Regions from separate parts of the Zea mays genome. Here region 1 is linked to region 2. Evidence: chromatin contacts called from public Hi-C data. All regions are on one chromosome and are shown on one strand. The core of a region is the stretch at or near the end of the contact, and the rest is flanking DNA. Distances in the headings are between cores, read along the strand shown. Region 1 holds the start of LOC103630827 (mitochondrial inner membrane protein OXA1-like). Region 2 holds the start of LOC103630760 (mitochondrial import inner membrane translocase subunit TIM23-2).

Region 1 (5,855 bases), core at 1,075-3,574, 170 kb after region 2:
GGGATCTAGGAGACCAAAATCCCTTACTGTTTCAAATTGAATAGTAAGATATTTTGACCTCTTAATGCCCTTTATTACTCTAGCTCTCTGGCTCTCAAACAAGCTCTAAAGTTTAGAAGGCGGGAATCAAAGACTTGGTACAGCTGGACCATCATAAATTTAACCCGTAACTGACAAAAACAGCCGTGCTGCGACTGCTGTCTGGTTGTTGCAACCTGCACAGCTATTTAAAAAAGGCTGAGTCAGAGGCAGTGGTCCGCTAATAATTGGCAAAAGGCCCATGGCATTGCACAAAACAAAACAAAACAAAACTGCAAGATTCGCGCGCGTACGTACCAGTTTCCAGCAGCAAAAGGCGCCATTTCGTCAACATATACGTAAACTACTGGACAACTAACGTCTCTCTCTGTACTACCTAGTTTGTCCTCTCTTGCTTTGGTCGACGACGCATCCATGGTGCCTAGCTAGCTAGCCATGCATGGTGAAAACAATCTGAGGGAAGAATGGTCAATCTTGTTCTAAGCGCCTCCTGATTCCCATGGAGCATCTACACCCTAGCTTCTTACTCTATATATCTAGGTCGTCTATGCTATGTTTGAAACTTTGAATAGCAATAGTAGTAGTTGAACTCCATCAAGAGTCACCAAATTAATACCTCGAGTCGTCACCGTAAGGAATAGATAAAAGAAAATAGTGCCCAGACTAAGGAGATGTTTGTTTGGAATTATAATCAGGACAGATCATAATTCTAAACAAACACCCTCTAACCCCTGTCATGTTTGCCTGGGAGCTTACAGGTCCTGTATTCCGTAATTGCATCGTGTTTGAAATATCTCGATATGATATGGTCCTGTTTGTTTCATTTCATGATTATATAATCTAACTTATGGATTATTATAATGTAGGTACGTAGATTACATAATACACATAATAATCTGTGTTGTTCGTTTAACCCTCAACTTATTTAAGCTAGATTATATAATCTAGAGGTAAACAAACAGTAGATAATAATCTGTTCGGCCGATTTGACTGTATAGTATAGTACGTGGTGGTCCATCGCCCAAAAAGCCGGTCGACATGTGGTACCATTTTGAAGTCATCGAAGATGTTTCGGTAGCCTGTGCAGGGAACAAGGATAAGCATGCACAAGCACAAGGGGAATGAGCCAAGTCCATCAGCAATGCATGCACCTGCACTCTGCAGACGGGCAAGGAAACACAGACAGAGAGCATGAACTTCTGTACGTGAGCATGAGCTCCCTTCGACCCTTCCTGTACATGAGTCTGACTGATCTTGAGATGAGACAAGACGCACTATATGTATATGTACAGCTAATAGCCTCGAGCGACCCAGCAGACGGCATGCATGCATTGCAGAGCTTCAGCTTCTCGCTCGTTCGGTTCCGGCCCATGCATGCAGGAACTGTTTGGTTTGGAGGGATCCCAGGCGTTCAAATTTGGTCGCCTGAGGTTGGGATTGCTTGTCTGTGGCAGGCAAATGCCTGGGAGGTCTCAGCTCGCACTGTGCAGCAGTGTAACTGTGTATGGGAGCGCATGCATTGCATTGTTGCCTTTGCATGCCTGCAGCTGCACAGTGCAAGGCGTGTGTGTATAAAGCATTCAGTGATTGCACCACGCCACGGGCGCGCGCGGCTAGCTGTAGTAGAGCTCAAGGTACAGGAGTCAGTGATGCGATGATGTGTGTGACAGGTCGAGGAGGGGATCCTTCTCCTTCCTCGGCTTTGTCTCGTTACGACAAGCGTCGGAGTTCCTTTTTGATCAGTTGGCTGCTCCGACTCTCCGAGAGACAGGACATGGAGCGAATGGATTATGGAATGCAGAGAGAGAGATCGAGAGGGGCGACAGGAAGGGATGGCGTCGCCTCTGCTGCTAGCTGCAGTGATCGACCAGCACGCGCGAGATCGAACAGTGCTGCAGGGTTCCCCGAAGCAGTGCACTGCTGCATGGGCATGGCCCTGTGAACTGTGACTGTGAGCGACGACGACGATCAATTCATGCTGCCTTCGCCACGGGGTTGAGGATGAGGACGCCGTTCTTCAATGGAGAGACGACGGGCCCAGAGGCCTTGAATGTTTTTTTATGGGAAATTTGGATCCATACCATTAAAAGATCACCACTTTGGATCCATACCATTACTATCTCACTTACATGTGGGTCCACATGAGTCAATGACATGTGAGGTCCATGGTATATATCTAAAGTTTGGATCTTTTAATGGTATAGATCCAATTGTTCCTTTTTTGGGAGGGATATCCGGAGGCCTTGTTTTTTTTTCTGGAGGCCCATCTTGCTCGAGTCGTCCCTCAATTGGTGTAGAGCCGAGATGCCAGCAGCATATTGGGCCGGACATTCTCTCCGTCTCAACTCAGGTTCGTTGAACCCTCTCTTCTCCCCTCACCACCACACCACTCCGTGCCTCCCGATCTCACCACCGCCTCGCGATCTCCCCGCCGCCGCCATGGCTTTCTCCGCGCGGAGGAGCCTCGCCACCAGCCTGTCACACCACTTCTCCGGCCGCCTCTACCCCTCTATCTCGCAACGCGTTCCTTCCCACCACGAGCACTCCGACCCCGCTCCCTCCCCCTCCCCCGTGCCGCAGCCTCGGCCCCAATCGTCGCAGCAACCCGCACCACCGTTCCCCTCCGCGCTTCCTCGGCCGTCGAGATCCCGGGCCCTGGCCCCCTTCCCCCTCCCTTTCGCTCTCCACCTCGCGGCCCACCGCTACTCCTCCGCCCCGGCCCCCGACTCGGAGGTCTTGTCGGACTCCGCCGCCGCGGCCCCTGTGTCGGAGCTGCTCTCCGATGGGGTGGCGTCAGCTGCCGCGTCCGTCTCCACGCCGCCGTTGCCGTACCCCGGGGAGGTCGCTGCCGCCGCGGCCGAATCATTTCCACCCGTCGCGGCGCTGCAGCACCTGCTGGACGCCGTTCAATCCTTCACCGGCCTCAACTGGTATGGTATGGTATGCCTTCGGGCCTTCGCGAGGTTTCTGTTTCGGTTTCGTTTCCTGTGTGATGTAAATTCTTGTATTCCTGCTCCGGTCATCAACAGGTGGGCGACTATTGCGCTGACGACGTTGATGATCCGGCTGGCGACTGTCCCGCTGCTGATCAACCAGATGAAGTCCATGATGAAGTTAAATGTAATGCGTCTACTTTACCACCTTCTTTTGCTGCCTAATCCTTTGTCTTTAAGCGTGTTTGTTACTGGTCCAGGCATTACTGCATGAGACTATGGGGGTGCCCAAACGCATAGGAGTTGTCAAATTTGAACCTAAGCTTTTTAAAATTTTCAAACTCGAAACTTGTGACACTGCTAAAGCATAAAGATGCTATGGTCAGGATTTCCCCGCCATTCTAACTGGACATAGGTCTCCCATCATCTGGCTCTGCTTGGGAGTCGCTACTCACTGCTTCCCCTACTAATACACTGAGTTTGGTTAAGCGAAAGATTACAATCTTTATGTGCAACTTCTAGTGATCTGGATGCTAAAAATTTATGGCCTGCTTGGCAGAGTTCTTAGAGCAGTTCCCAGGCTGGTTCCACTCCAGGGAAATCTGCCAACCTGTACTTTACAGAAAATGACTCTCAGATGATTATGTCAATTGATTATGATGATTATGTCAATTGATTATCTGAATGAACTCTGCAACATAGAACCATGTTCTCCATAGAGTTTATTCTCTAGAGAACCACTTTCAGCCACAGAATCAGCGCACCCCCCCCAGTGATTCAGCAGTACCGGGAGCTGATAACAGGCCCTTACAACACCTTGCAGGTTGTATGGATGCATGCTATTTTTGTGTAATTTGAATGCAGAAATCAGAAATTTTGGTTTGAAGTAAGATGCCTATGTTTCTGTATGGTTCAAAGCTTTAGTATAGTCACATAGAAAAACTCATATCAAACCCTTGATATGGACAGACCTTTAAGGCTTGTTGCTTTGGACATGTGATTTCTAATTTTGAAATTTTCCCTTCAACATCTATACACTGCAAAGTGTCTTAGTGTTCTTGCCTCCAACACTATTCACATCTAAGTCAATTTCTACAACTTTTATATCGTTGTTATATGATACAGGAGATGAGACCAGAAATTGAAGCCATCAATGAAGAGATGCGAAATGTAAGTTTGCTAGTTTGTTTAGTTCACATTTTAGTTTATATGGAATCCGCTTAGCATTTATTTGGTATGCTGATAATCACATTCTATTTTATTATTTATGTTTTGCAGTCAACTGATCCAAGGTCAATGGAAGTGGGGAAACAGAAACTGGGGGAGCTATTCCTTAGGTGTGCAACTTTCTATGTCTAACTTTTTAGTCAATCTGAAACTGCAAGATAGTTTACTATTTTCCATTTCTGTGTGGTTCCAAATATTTTTTATATCATGTTACACGATCATAATTTTACGAGCTGGAATGCCTAGCACTTAACTCACTCCTTTAATTGATTAGCTCCACAGAATCTTTTTGAATGTTATTATGTTTGCTCATGCTATTGTCTGTGCATGCAATATGAAAACAACCTCCCTCACTCTAAATCATTGAACATCCTAACTAGCTTGACTGCCCCTTAGGTTATCTTTTTCTGTTAGTATTTTCATTCCTCTTGTCATACAAGCTGTATAAGATATATTACTAAAATAATTGTTTCATTACTTCTTGCTTCAGACATGGAGTGACTCCATTGACACCATTGAAGGGTCTATTCATACAGGGACCTATATTTATGAGCTTTTTCTTTGCTGTAAGTTTATAGTTTACACCACATCATTGTTGCATCTAAAATACTAATCAGCAATTGCATTGTCACCGACTTATTATTTCATGTAGCAGTAGAATTAACCTTATTTCTTATTTCTAATCTATATGTTTTCTATTTCAATTTTAGATATCAAATATGGTTGAGAAAGTCCCTTCTATGAAAGGAGGTGGTGTGTATTGGTTTACTGATTTGACAACTCCTGATAATTTATTAATCCTCCCAGTGTTAACATCACTGACCTTTTTGGCTACAGTAGAGGTTTGCATTTTATTCACTGTGTTTATCTGTTATTTTGTTGTCAAGATATTAGTGTTTTTTTCCTAAAAATATATGTTTCAGCTTAATATGCAAGATGGCATGGAAGGGAATCATATGTTAAAACCAATGAAAAAGTTCTCCCGGTTTTTTGGAGTTTTGTTTGTTCCATTTACAATAGGCTTTCCAAAGGTACGTAACCGTGAAACTACTCAGGTTTTTAAGTAAGCATCAATTCACTGTTATGTTTCCCTTTATTTACAATGAACTTTCCAGAGGTACAAAACTCTGAAAACACTTGGCCCCATTTGGATCCTTGGAATTGACATCCATTCTAATAAACACAATTTAGACACAGACCAATTAAGTTAATATGGCCACATGCGGAATATACTTGTGTACTGTCATTAGCCACATGGGGGAGATACTTATGTCCTGCAGTTCTGTTGTAGAGGAGCAAGCCAAAGAGCATGCTATAAGTTACAGAATAGAAACATACTCATCCCATGAATTTAAGACAAGCTTATTATCTAAACTATGAAAAGTTGTGAAATGTCAAATTCCAAGCCAAATAGCCTAGTCTATGAAGTAGATTCCATTTGTTCCAAAATGAAAGGATCCAAACAGGCCCTTATAAGAAATTACATTTAAGGGTTCATTTTTTTTTGAATAACATCAAGTTCTCATTCTGGCTACCCCCTCCTAAACGCTAGATGTGGCCTTCTCAAACTAAATAAATGAACATTCTATGGGCTTCTTTGATTATGTACTTCCATAACCTATTCTTGTGCAGACAGTTTGGTTTCGGAAACTGACT
Region 2 (6,209 bases), core at 1,226-3,725:
GAACTGGTTTGATCACAAAGAGCACTTGCATGCATACACAAGAAAATTCAGATGATAAAGCTCAGACACCTTAAACATTGATACAGTGACTCGAGGAAAAAGCTCATATGCAACAGCACCCCACAACTCAATTCCAAACCAATGGAATCAGAAAATTCAGATACAGATAAATCATATGAAAATCACATGACTATTTTATACAAATAAAGCTCATATGCAACAGCACCTCACAACTAAGTCCAACCCAATAGGTTTCTCAACCTGAAGCAAGACGCAGATACTGGGATATCATATGAAAATCGCATCACTGTTTTATCATATCAAGGGGGTGTTTGATGCACTGAAGCTAATATCTAATAGTTAGTTGACTAAAAAATTTATATTGAAATTAGCTAGCTAACTATTAGCTAATTTACTAAAAATAACTATTAGCTAGACTATTTGAATAACTTCAACTATTAGCTTTAGTGCATTTAAACATGGCCTCAGACCATCAGGATACACAGCTTTATTCAGAATGGCCAATAACCAAAATTAACAATAAAAGATCATATAATTCAATAAGAATCACCTGATCATATTCAGAGATCAGGAAGGCTGTAGGCACAAGGCCAACTAGAAAGGTCCGGATACGAAATGAAGATCATATTTATCAATATGAAACACTTATGAACGATAGCCTGTGACCGGGATGTTATAAACAGTATGAACATGGTCGCTGTTTATCATGTTCAGAGGACCAGGAATAGGATACACGAAGGCTGAGCTAGAAAAGTCAGGCTGAAAACTGGTCATATGAATCGCTTTTGGATGATATCCTGTCATAATTGCTTTTCATTAGCTACTAAAACTAAATCTTTGGATATATTATATCCTTTCAAGTCTTCTTTTATTGTCTCTTCCTATGCCATCTTCGACATTTCGATGCCTCTCTTCCCTATAGCATCGTGTCTTAGAATCCTACTACGCTACTACGCATTGGTGCATCTGAAGGTCTCTGTTTAACATATCCAAACCATCATCGTTCAGAAATCAGAACCTTATTGGATGGCGACAAGTAGAACACAATAATCGTATTTTGGCAACATTATCTACTGACCATGTAGTTTAATCGTCGTCATATAAAACTTGTGTTTTCGCTTGTGAGATGCTTAGCACCACTTACTCCACTGTCCACTCTGTTTTGATTTTATAGCTAATATCTTCATTAGTGTCCTATCTCTCTGTAGCATACTGCATACCCAAAGGTATCCCTTCTAACACTATTTGACATTCCAAACTATCTCCATTGTTATGTGTAGTACTGCCCAAGTTATATCAGGTCTAAAATCTTTGGACTCTATAGTCTCTTGATACAGCCCCACTTTTATACTTACTCGTGTCTGCCATAAAAGCATACACCAAGTGATATAAGGCAAAAAACATAGTGATAGAACACTGGCGACAATCTAGCGACACATTTCACAATGTCATGAATTCTCCAGCATAATGCAAAAGGCAGTATTACTGTGTCGCTACCAGCTAGCAGCTAATGTTACATTGCAAGGCAGATCAAAACTTTCGTGATCTGATGAGAGCAGATCGTTGACATAAGTAGTACAAGCATATGGCTGTCAACAATATATAGGAGTGTTGAGAAGAACATGCCTCCTCCCAAATAATTAAAGAAACGACATCCAAGCGACGAATTGGTTTTGACTTTGATCACGGCAGCAAGAGCAGGGAGAGTACCGCAATGGGATTCAGAGCGCAGGGACGTATCTCTTCCCAACCTGCTTGGCGGCCGCGGCGGCGCCAGCTAGAACGCCACCAACGGCCCCGGCGACGACCGCCGAGCGCGGCCCGTTGGCGGCCCGGAAGAGCGCGCCGGTGCCTAGGCCGGCCGCGACGCTGTTGATCCAGTCGTCGCGGTCGCGCGCGGCGACCATGGCGCTCTCGATCCCGGCGTACATGAGGCCGATGACCCCGAGCGTGTTACCGACGCGGCGGCCCGAGGAGCCGCAGGAGTTGAGGACGCGGTTGGCGCGGATCTTGGCGGGCTCGCCGGGCTCGGCGCCGCGGGCGGCGTCGCGGAGCCCCAGCGTGGCCCCAGCCACGGCGCCGCCGAGGTAGCCGACGCCCGTGTAGTAGGTGAGGTTCTCGCCCCAGGACCGGCGCTGCGCGGCCGCCTCCTCCTGGAAGAGGAACTCCGGGGAGGTGGGGAGGTCGTAGAGCTGCCGGTAGGGCATGTTGAGGTCCTGGTACGGGTTGTAAAGGCGGCGCTCGGAGGCGGAGGCCGGGATGGCGGCGTCGCGTCGGTCGTCGGTCCCGTACATCGTGGAGTACGGCCGCGGGTCGGCCATCGCGGAATCCGGCGGTGGCGGCGGCGGCGGCGGCGGCGTGGGAGGCAAGAATCCGATGGGAGCACTGCACAGGGTTTGGGTCGCGCACGGCACGGCACGGCACGGCAGGCTTGGCCTCGGTGCGGGCTATATATTTTGCGAAGAGGTCCCCCCTCGCGTCTGATATTTCTGGCGCCGCCGACCAACAGCTTCGACCAATGGTCTGAGAGGGACTATGGGCCGGACTTCTCGGATATTTGGAGGCCTGCGTTATAATAGTTGGGCCCAAATGAGCGAGAACGAGGACGCTGCATGAGATATTATTAATATTATTTTTAAAAAAAAATAGTCCCCAGTGTGACTGAGACGGACAGGCCGGGCGTCTGGAGCTGGGGACTGGGGAGTGGGGAGGCTGCACGAACTGGCCTGGAGCCCTGGAACTATGAACAGTGAGTGCTGGTCTACAGTGGACTGAAATGTATCCAAAATAAGTGGGTATCCGAAAATTCGGATTCATGTTAAGATAATTCCGATTTACCCAATCAGATTTCATCTAATACAATATATTAGGGTTTTTTACAAGCCCTTTTCATGATAAAAAAAACACCTTTCCATTTAGAAACGGAAGCTGCTATTAGGGTTTGGGTAGATTGAATACGGATTTGGGTAGTTCGGATTTAGATAATAGGTATTTGGGTTTTTTTTGTCCACCACTACGCACCGGCACCGCACGAGCAGCTGCCCCCACCCCCTCGGCCTCTGCTTCTGTTCACGTGGTCGCTCCTACAGTCCCACGTGCCGCGCCCTGGACTGAACTCCACTTGCACTTGCACTGCCCAGCAGCCCACGGCCCAGTGGCCCACGGCCGTCTATACTGGAACCAAAGCCGTCCGCCGACGTGATTAAGGAGACGGCGGCGGTAGGCAGTACCGGAGATTGCGGCCGGAACACATGGTCCGAGCCGCGACGCGGGGCATGGAGTCGCACACTTTCTGCACTCTACCTCTACCAGCCTCTCATAGTATAGATAAATAAAGCCAACACAAGCCTGCCCGCAAGCACAAAGCAGCAAGCAGGGCAGGTTTTGCGAAGCAAAGCCCACGAGCACAGGATGAGGATGCGTGCGCGGGCGGCATCGGCATCTGCGTCGGCGGCTGTGGTGGTGCTGCTCCTGCTCCTGCTACTGGTGGGCGTCTGCGCGGGCGCCGTGTACAAGGTAGGCGACCTGGACGCCTGGGGCGTGCCGCCGCCGTCCAAGCCCGACGTCTACAAGCGCTGGGCCAAGTCCATCCACTTCGCGCTCGGCGACTCCATCTGTAAGCACCGCATCCCATTCCCCCGCCACCGTCCATCTCCGCCGCCGCCTCACTCACTCACGCAACCTCCCCTCCCCTCCCCCCGCAGGGTTCCTGTACCCGCCGAGCCAGGACTCGGTGCTGCAGCTGGCGCCGGCGGCCTTCGCGTCCTGCGACCTGTCGCGCCCCGTGGCCAGGCTCGCCGACGGCAACTCCTTATTCAACCTCACCGCGCCCGGCCGCGCCTACTACGCCAGCGGCGCGCCGGGTCACTGCCGCAGGGGCCAGAAGCTCTGGGTCGACGTGCCCTTGCCCAACGGCACCTACCTCCAGCCCTCCGCCACCGACCTCGCCGCGCTCGCGCCCACCCCCGCCGCCGACCCGCCCGCCGGGTTCGCGTCCGCTGCCGCCGCCGCGCCACAGGGGGGCAACGCCTCGCCCGCGCCCCGCGCCGCCGCCGCCGCTGGATCCGTCGTCGCACTCTCCTTCGCGCTCCAGATCCTCCTCCTCTGACTGTGCGGTACAGTAGCTGATTAGCTACCTCTATCTCGCTAGTTTTGAGATCTCCATTTTTTGTGTGTGCTGTGGAACGAGAGTGAGAACAGTTCTTTCTTGGCTGAAAATTGAATTGAATGCATGATCGGAGGGAGATTGGATCTCCATTTGCTTTCTTTTTTTCTGTTGGCTTCTACTGCTACTGTCTCTTTCCATTAATTAAATTCCTTCAATCAAATCTCCTTGCGACGATCGGATCAGCTAAGCGGATGCATGGCCATGGACCAGTAGCTATACTAGTACCAGCTAGGCTGTAAGCTGGTGAGGCACATGAGCCCACACGCGGTGGCGTGGCGGTGGACAACAGAACGACCACTAGAACAGGTGCTGAATCGTGTCGGTGTACACACACACAAAAAAAAGGACGGGTTTGGCCGGAGGAGTTGACGACAACGACACCTACTATCGCCATCGATCCGGCAACAGTACCGTAGTACCCTGCTGTGGTGTCCGCCGTCCGCCTGGACGAAACGGGAACTGTTTGACGAGACATTGGATCAGCGATTTTTTTGGCATGACCGCGTTGGAAAAGCCAACCAAACCGACAGCCTGCTCACTTGATAACAGCCGACTTTTGGATCAGAGTCACACAACCACCCCACCACCCTAGGTCGTCTGACACACAAAAAATGATAACAGCGTCTATGGTAGCAATACAGTGTACACAATCCCTTTGAGCCAGCTACTCTTCACCGTGGCATGGCGACGTTCCAATCGTACACCTTCACATCGAAGGTGTCGGACTCTTCAAGCGCCCGTCGAAGCTCTCTGGCGCAGCTCGGGTTCTTGGCAAGCAGCAACGCGAAGCCACCGCCACCAGCTCCGACCAGTTTGTACCCGCAGCAGTAAGGGTCGGCGAAGGCGAACAGCTCGTCCACGGGCCTGTTGCTGCAGAAAGGGTCCAGCTCCTGGTGCAACCTCCAGGCCTCCAGCAGGATGCCGCCGAGCTCGTCCAGCTCACCGTTCATCAGCGCCTCTCTCCCGATCTTGGCTAGTTCCGCTAGCCTCTTGATGCTGGATATCAGGATGCTGTCGCGGCGGAGGTACCGAGTCACGACTTTCTGCAGGACTTGGTGGGCGAGCCTTACCTATACAGATTTGTTTAGGGAGGAACAGCAATATTGTCGAAGACGTTAAACAACAATCATAACGGCACATGGACATCGTGGCCACCATCAATGAAAACAGCAATTGTGGATGCCTAATACCTAGGACCTCATTATGCTAGATACAAGTTTGAGAAAGATGGACATATTAGTGCTTTAGTTCATTCACTTCTAGATATAGCGCGTGCAGGGTCACAAGCAATGGAGTAAAAAAATGAATTTTATGCTTCAAGCAGAAATGATGAACTTACTTGGCCAGTGAATACAATCAGGAGACGTTCTTCTAATTCCTGGATCAGCTGAGGAGTGGTCAGCACTGGAACAACTTGCAACCGTAACGGTTGTCCTGGAAAACTCTGGGTGCACTTGATCCCAGGATATAGGCCCCCAATTTGGTCCTGCCACCCACCACCTGTGCCCATTATTTGTTCCACCACTAGCACGGCTCTAGCAACACTGTCGTCACTTTCGTCGTCCTCCATCACTTGGAACAGTCCCTTAACAACAGCAGCTGATAATATACTAGAAGTTCCCAGTCCACTTCCACGAGGAACATTCGACCATGTCCTGATGTTCAGGCCTGATTTCGACAATATCTCGTGGCCAAGGATTCCAGTAACAATAAGAGCGGACTTGACGAGACGGAATGGATCACTTTCTTTGAATGGAGAAGAAATAGATGCCAGATTATCGATATAAACATGTCTACCAGCGTCGTCTTCGATCCTTACTCCAAGGTGGTCCTCTGTTGTCTCTATCATAGCACCGACTGGAAGGCTTCCTTGCAAACTTATCGCCATATTCAAAACACAACCTGGACGCTCCAAGCTCCACGGAGGTGTATCACTCCAACCCCCAACAAAGTCCACACGGACTGGTAATTCTACAACAGTCTTCCTTGGATGCAAGCTTTCATGGTTTGAAGACATCTT

What was found. A called contact is a pair of places that touch in the nucleus more often than the background predicts.
Region 1: a Hi-C map of leaf shows a contact between it and region 2, with 6 times the contacts expected there. The contact joins the promoter of LOC103630827 here to the promoter of LOC103630760 in region 2. A contact is called at or near these places in 2 of 25 Hi-C or Micro-C datasets (ear and leaf).

Annotation. Positions count from the first base shown.
Region 1 is chr1:3,533,106-3,538,960 of Zm-B73-REFERENCE-NAM-5.0, forward strand. It overlaps LOC103630827 (mitochondrial inner membrane protein OXA1-like), which reads left to right and starts at 2,325. Exons shown (of 9, transcript XM_020544918.3): 1 at 2,325-2,969; 2 at 3,069-3,159; 3 at 4,098-4,142; 4 at 4,251-4,309; 5 at 4,690-4,765; 6 at 4,910-5,041; 7 at 5,123-5,230. The coding sequence starts at 2,344.
Region 2 is chr1:3,366,926-3,373,134 of Zm-B73-REFERENCE-NAM-5.0, forward strand. It overlaps LOC103630760 (mitochondrial import inner membrane translocase subunit TIM23-2), which reads right to left and starts at 2,476. Exons shown (of 1, transcript XM_008651827.4): 1 at 1,411-2,476. The coding sequence starts at 2,342. The coding sequence ends at 1,743. LOC100284135 (early nodulin-like protein 1) reads left to right here and starts at 3,382. Exons shown (of 2, transcript NM_001157032.2): 1 at 3,382-3,637; 2 at 3,726-4,287. The coding sequence starts at 3,433. The coding sequence ends at 4,129. It overlaps LOC100381824, which reads right to left. Exons shown (of 7, transcript NM_001361544.1): 6 at 5,529-6,209; 7 at 4,748-5,259. The coding sequence ends at 4,861.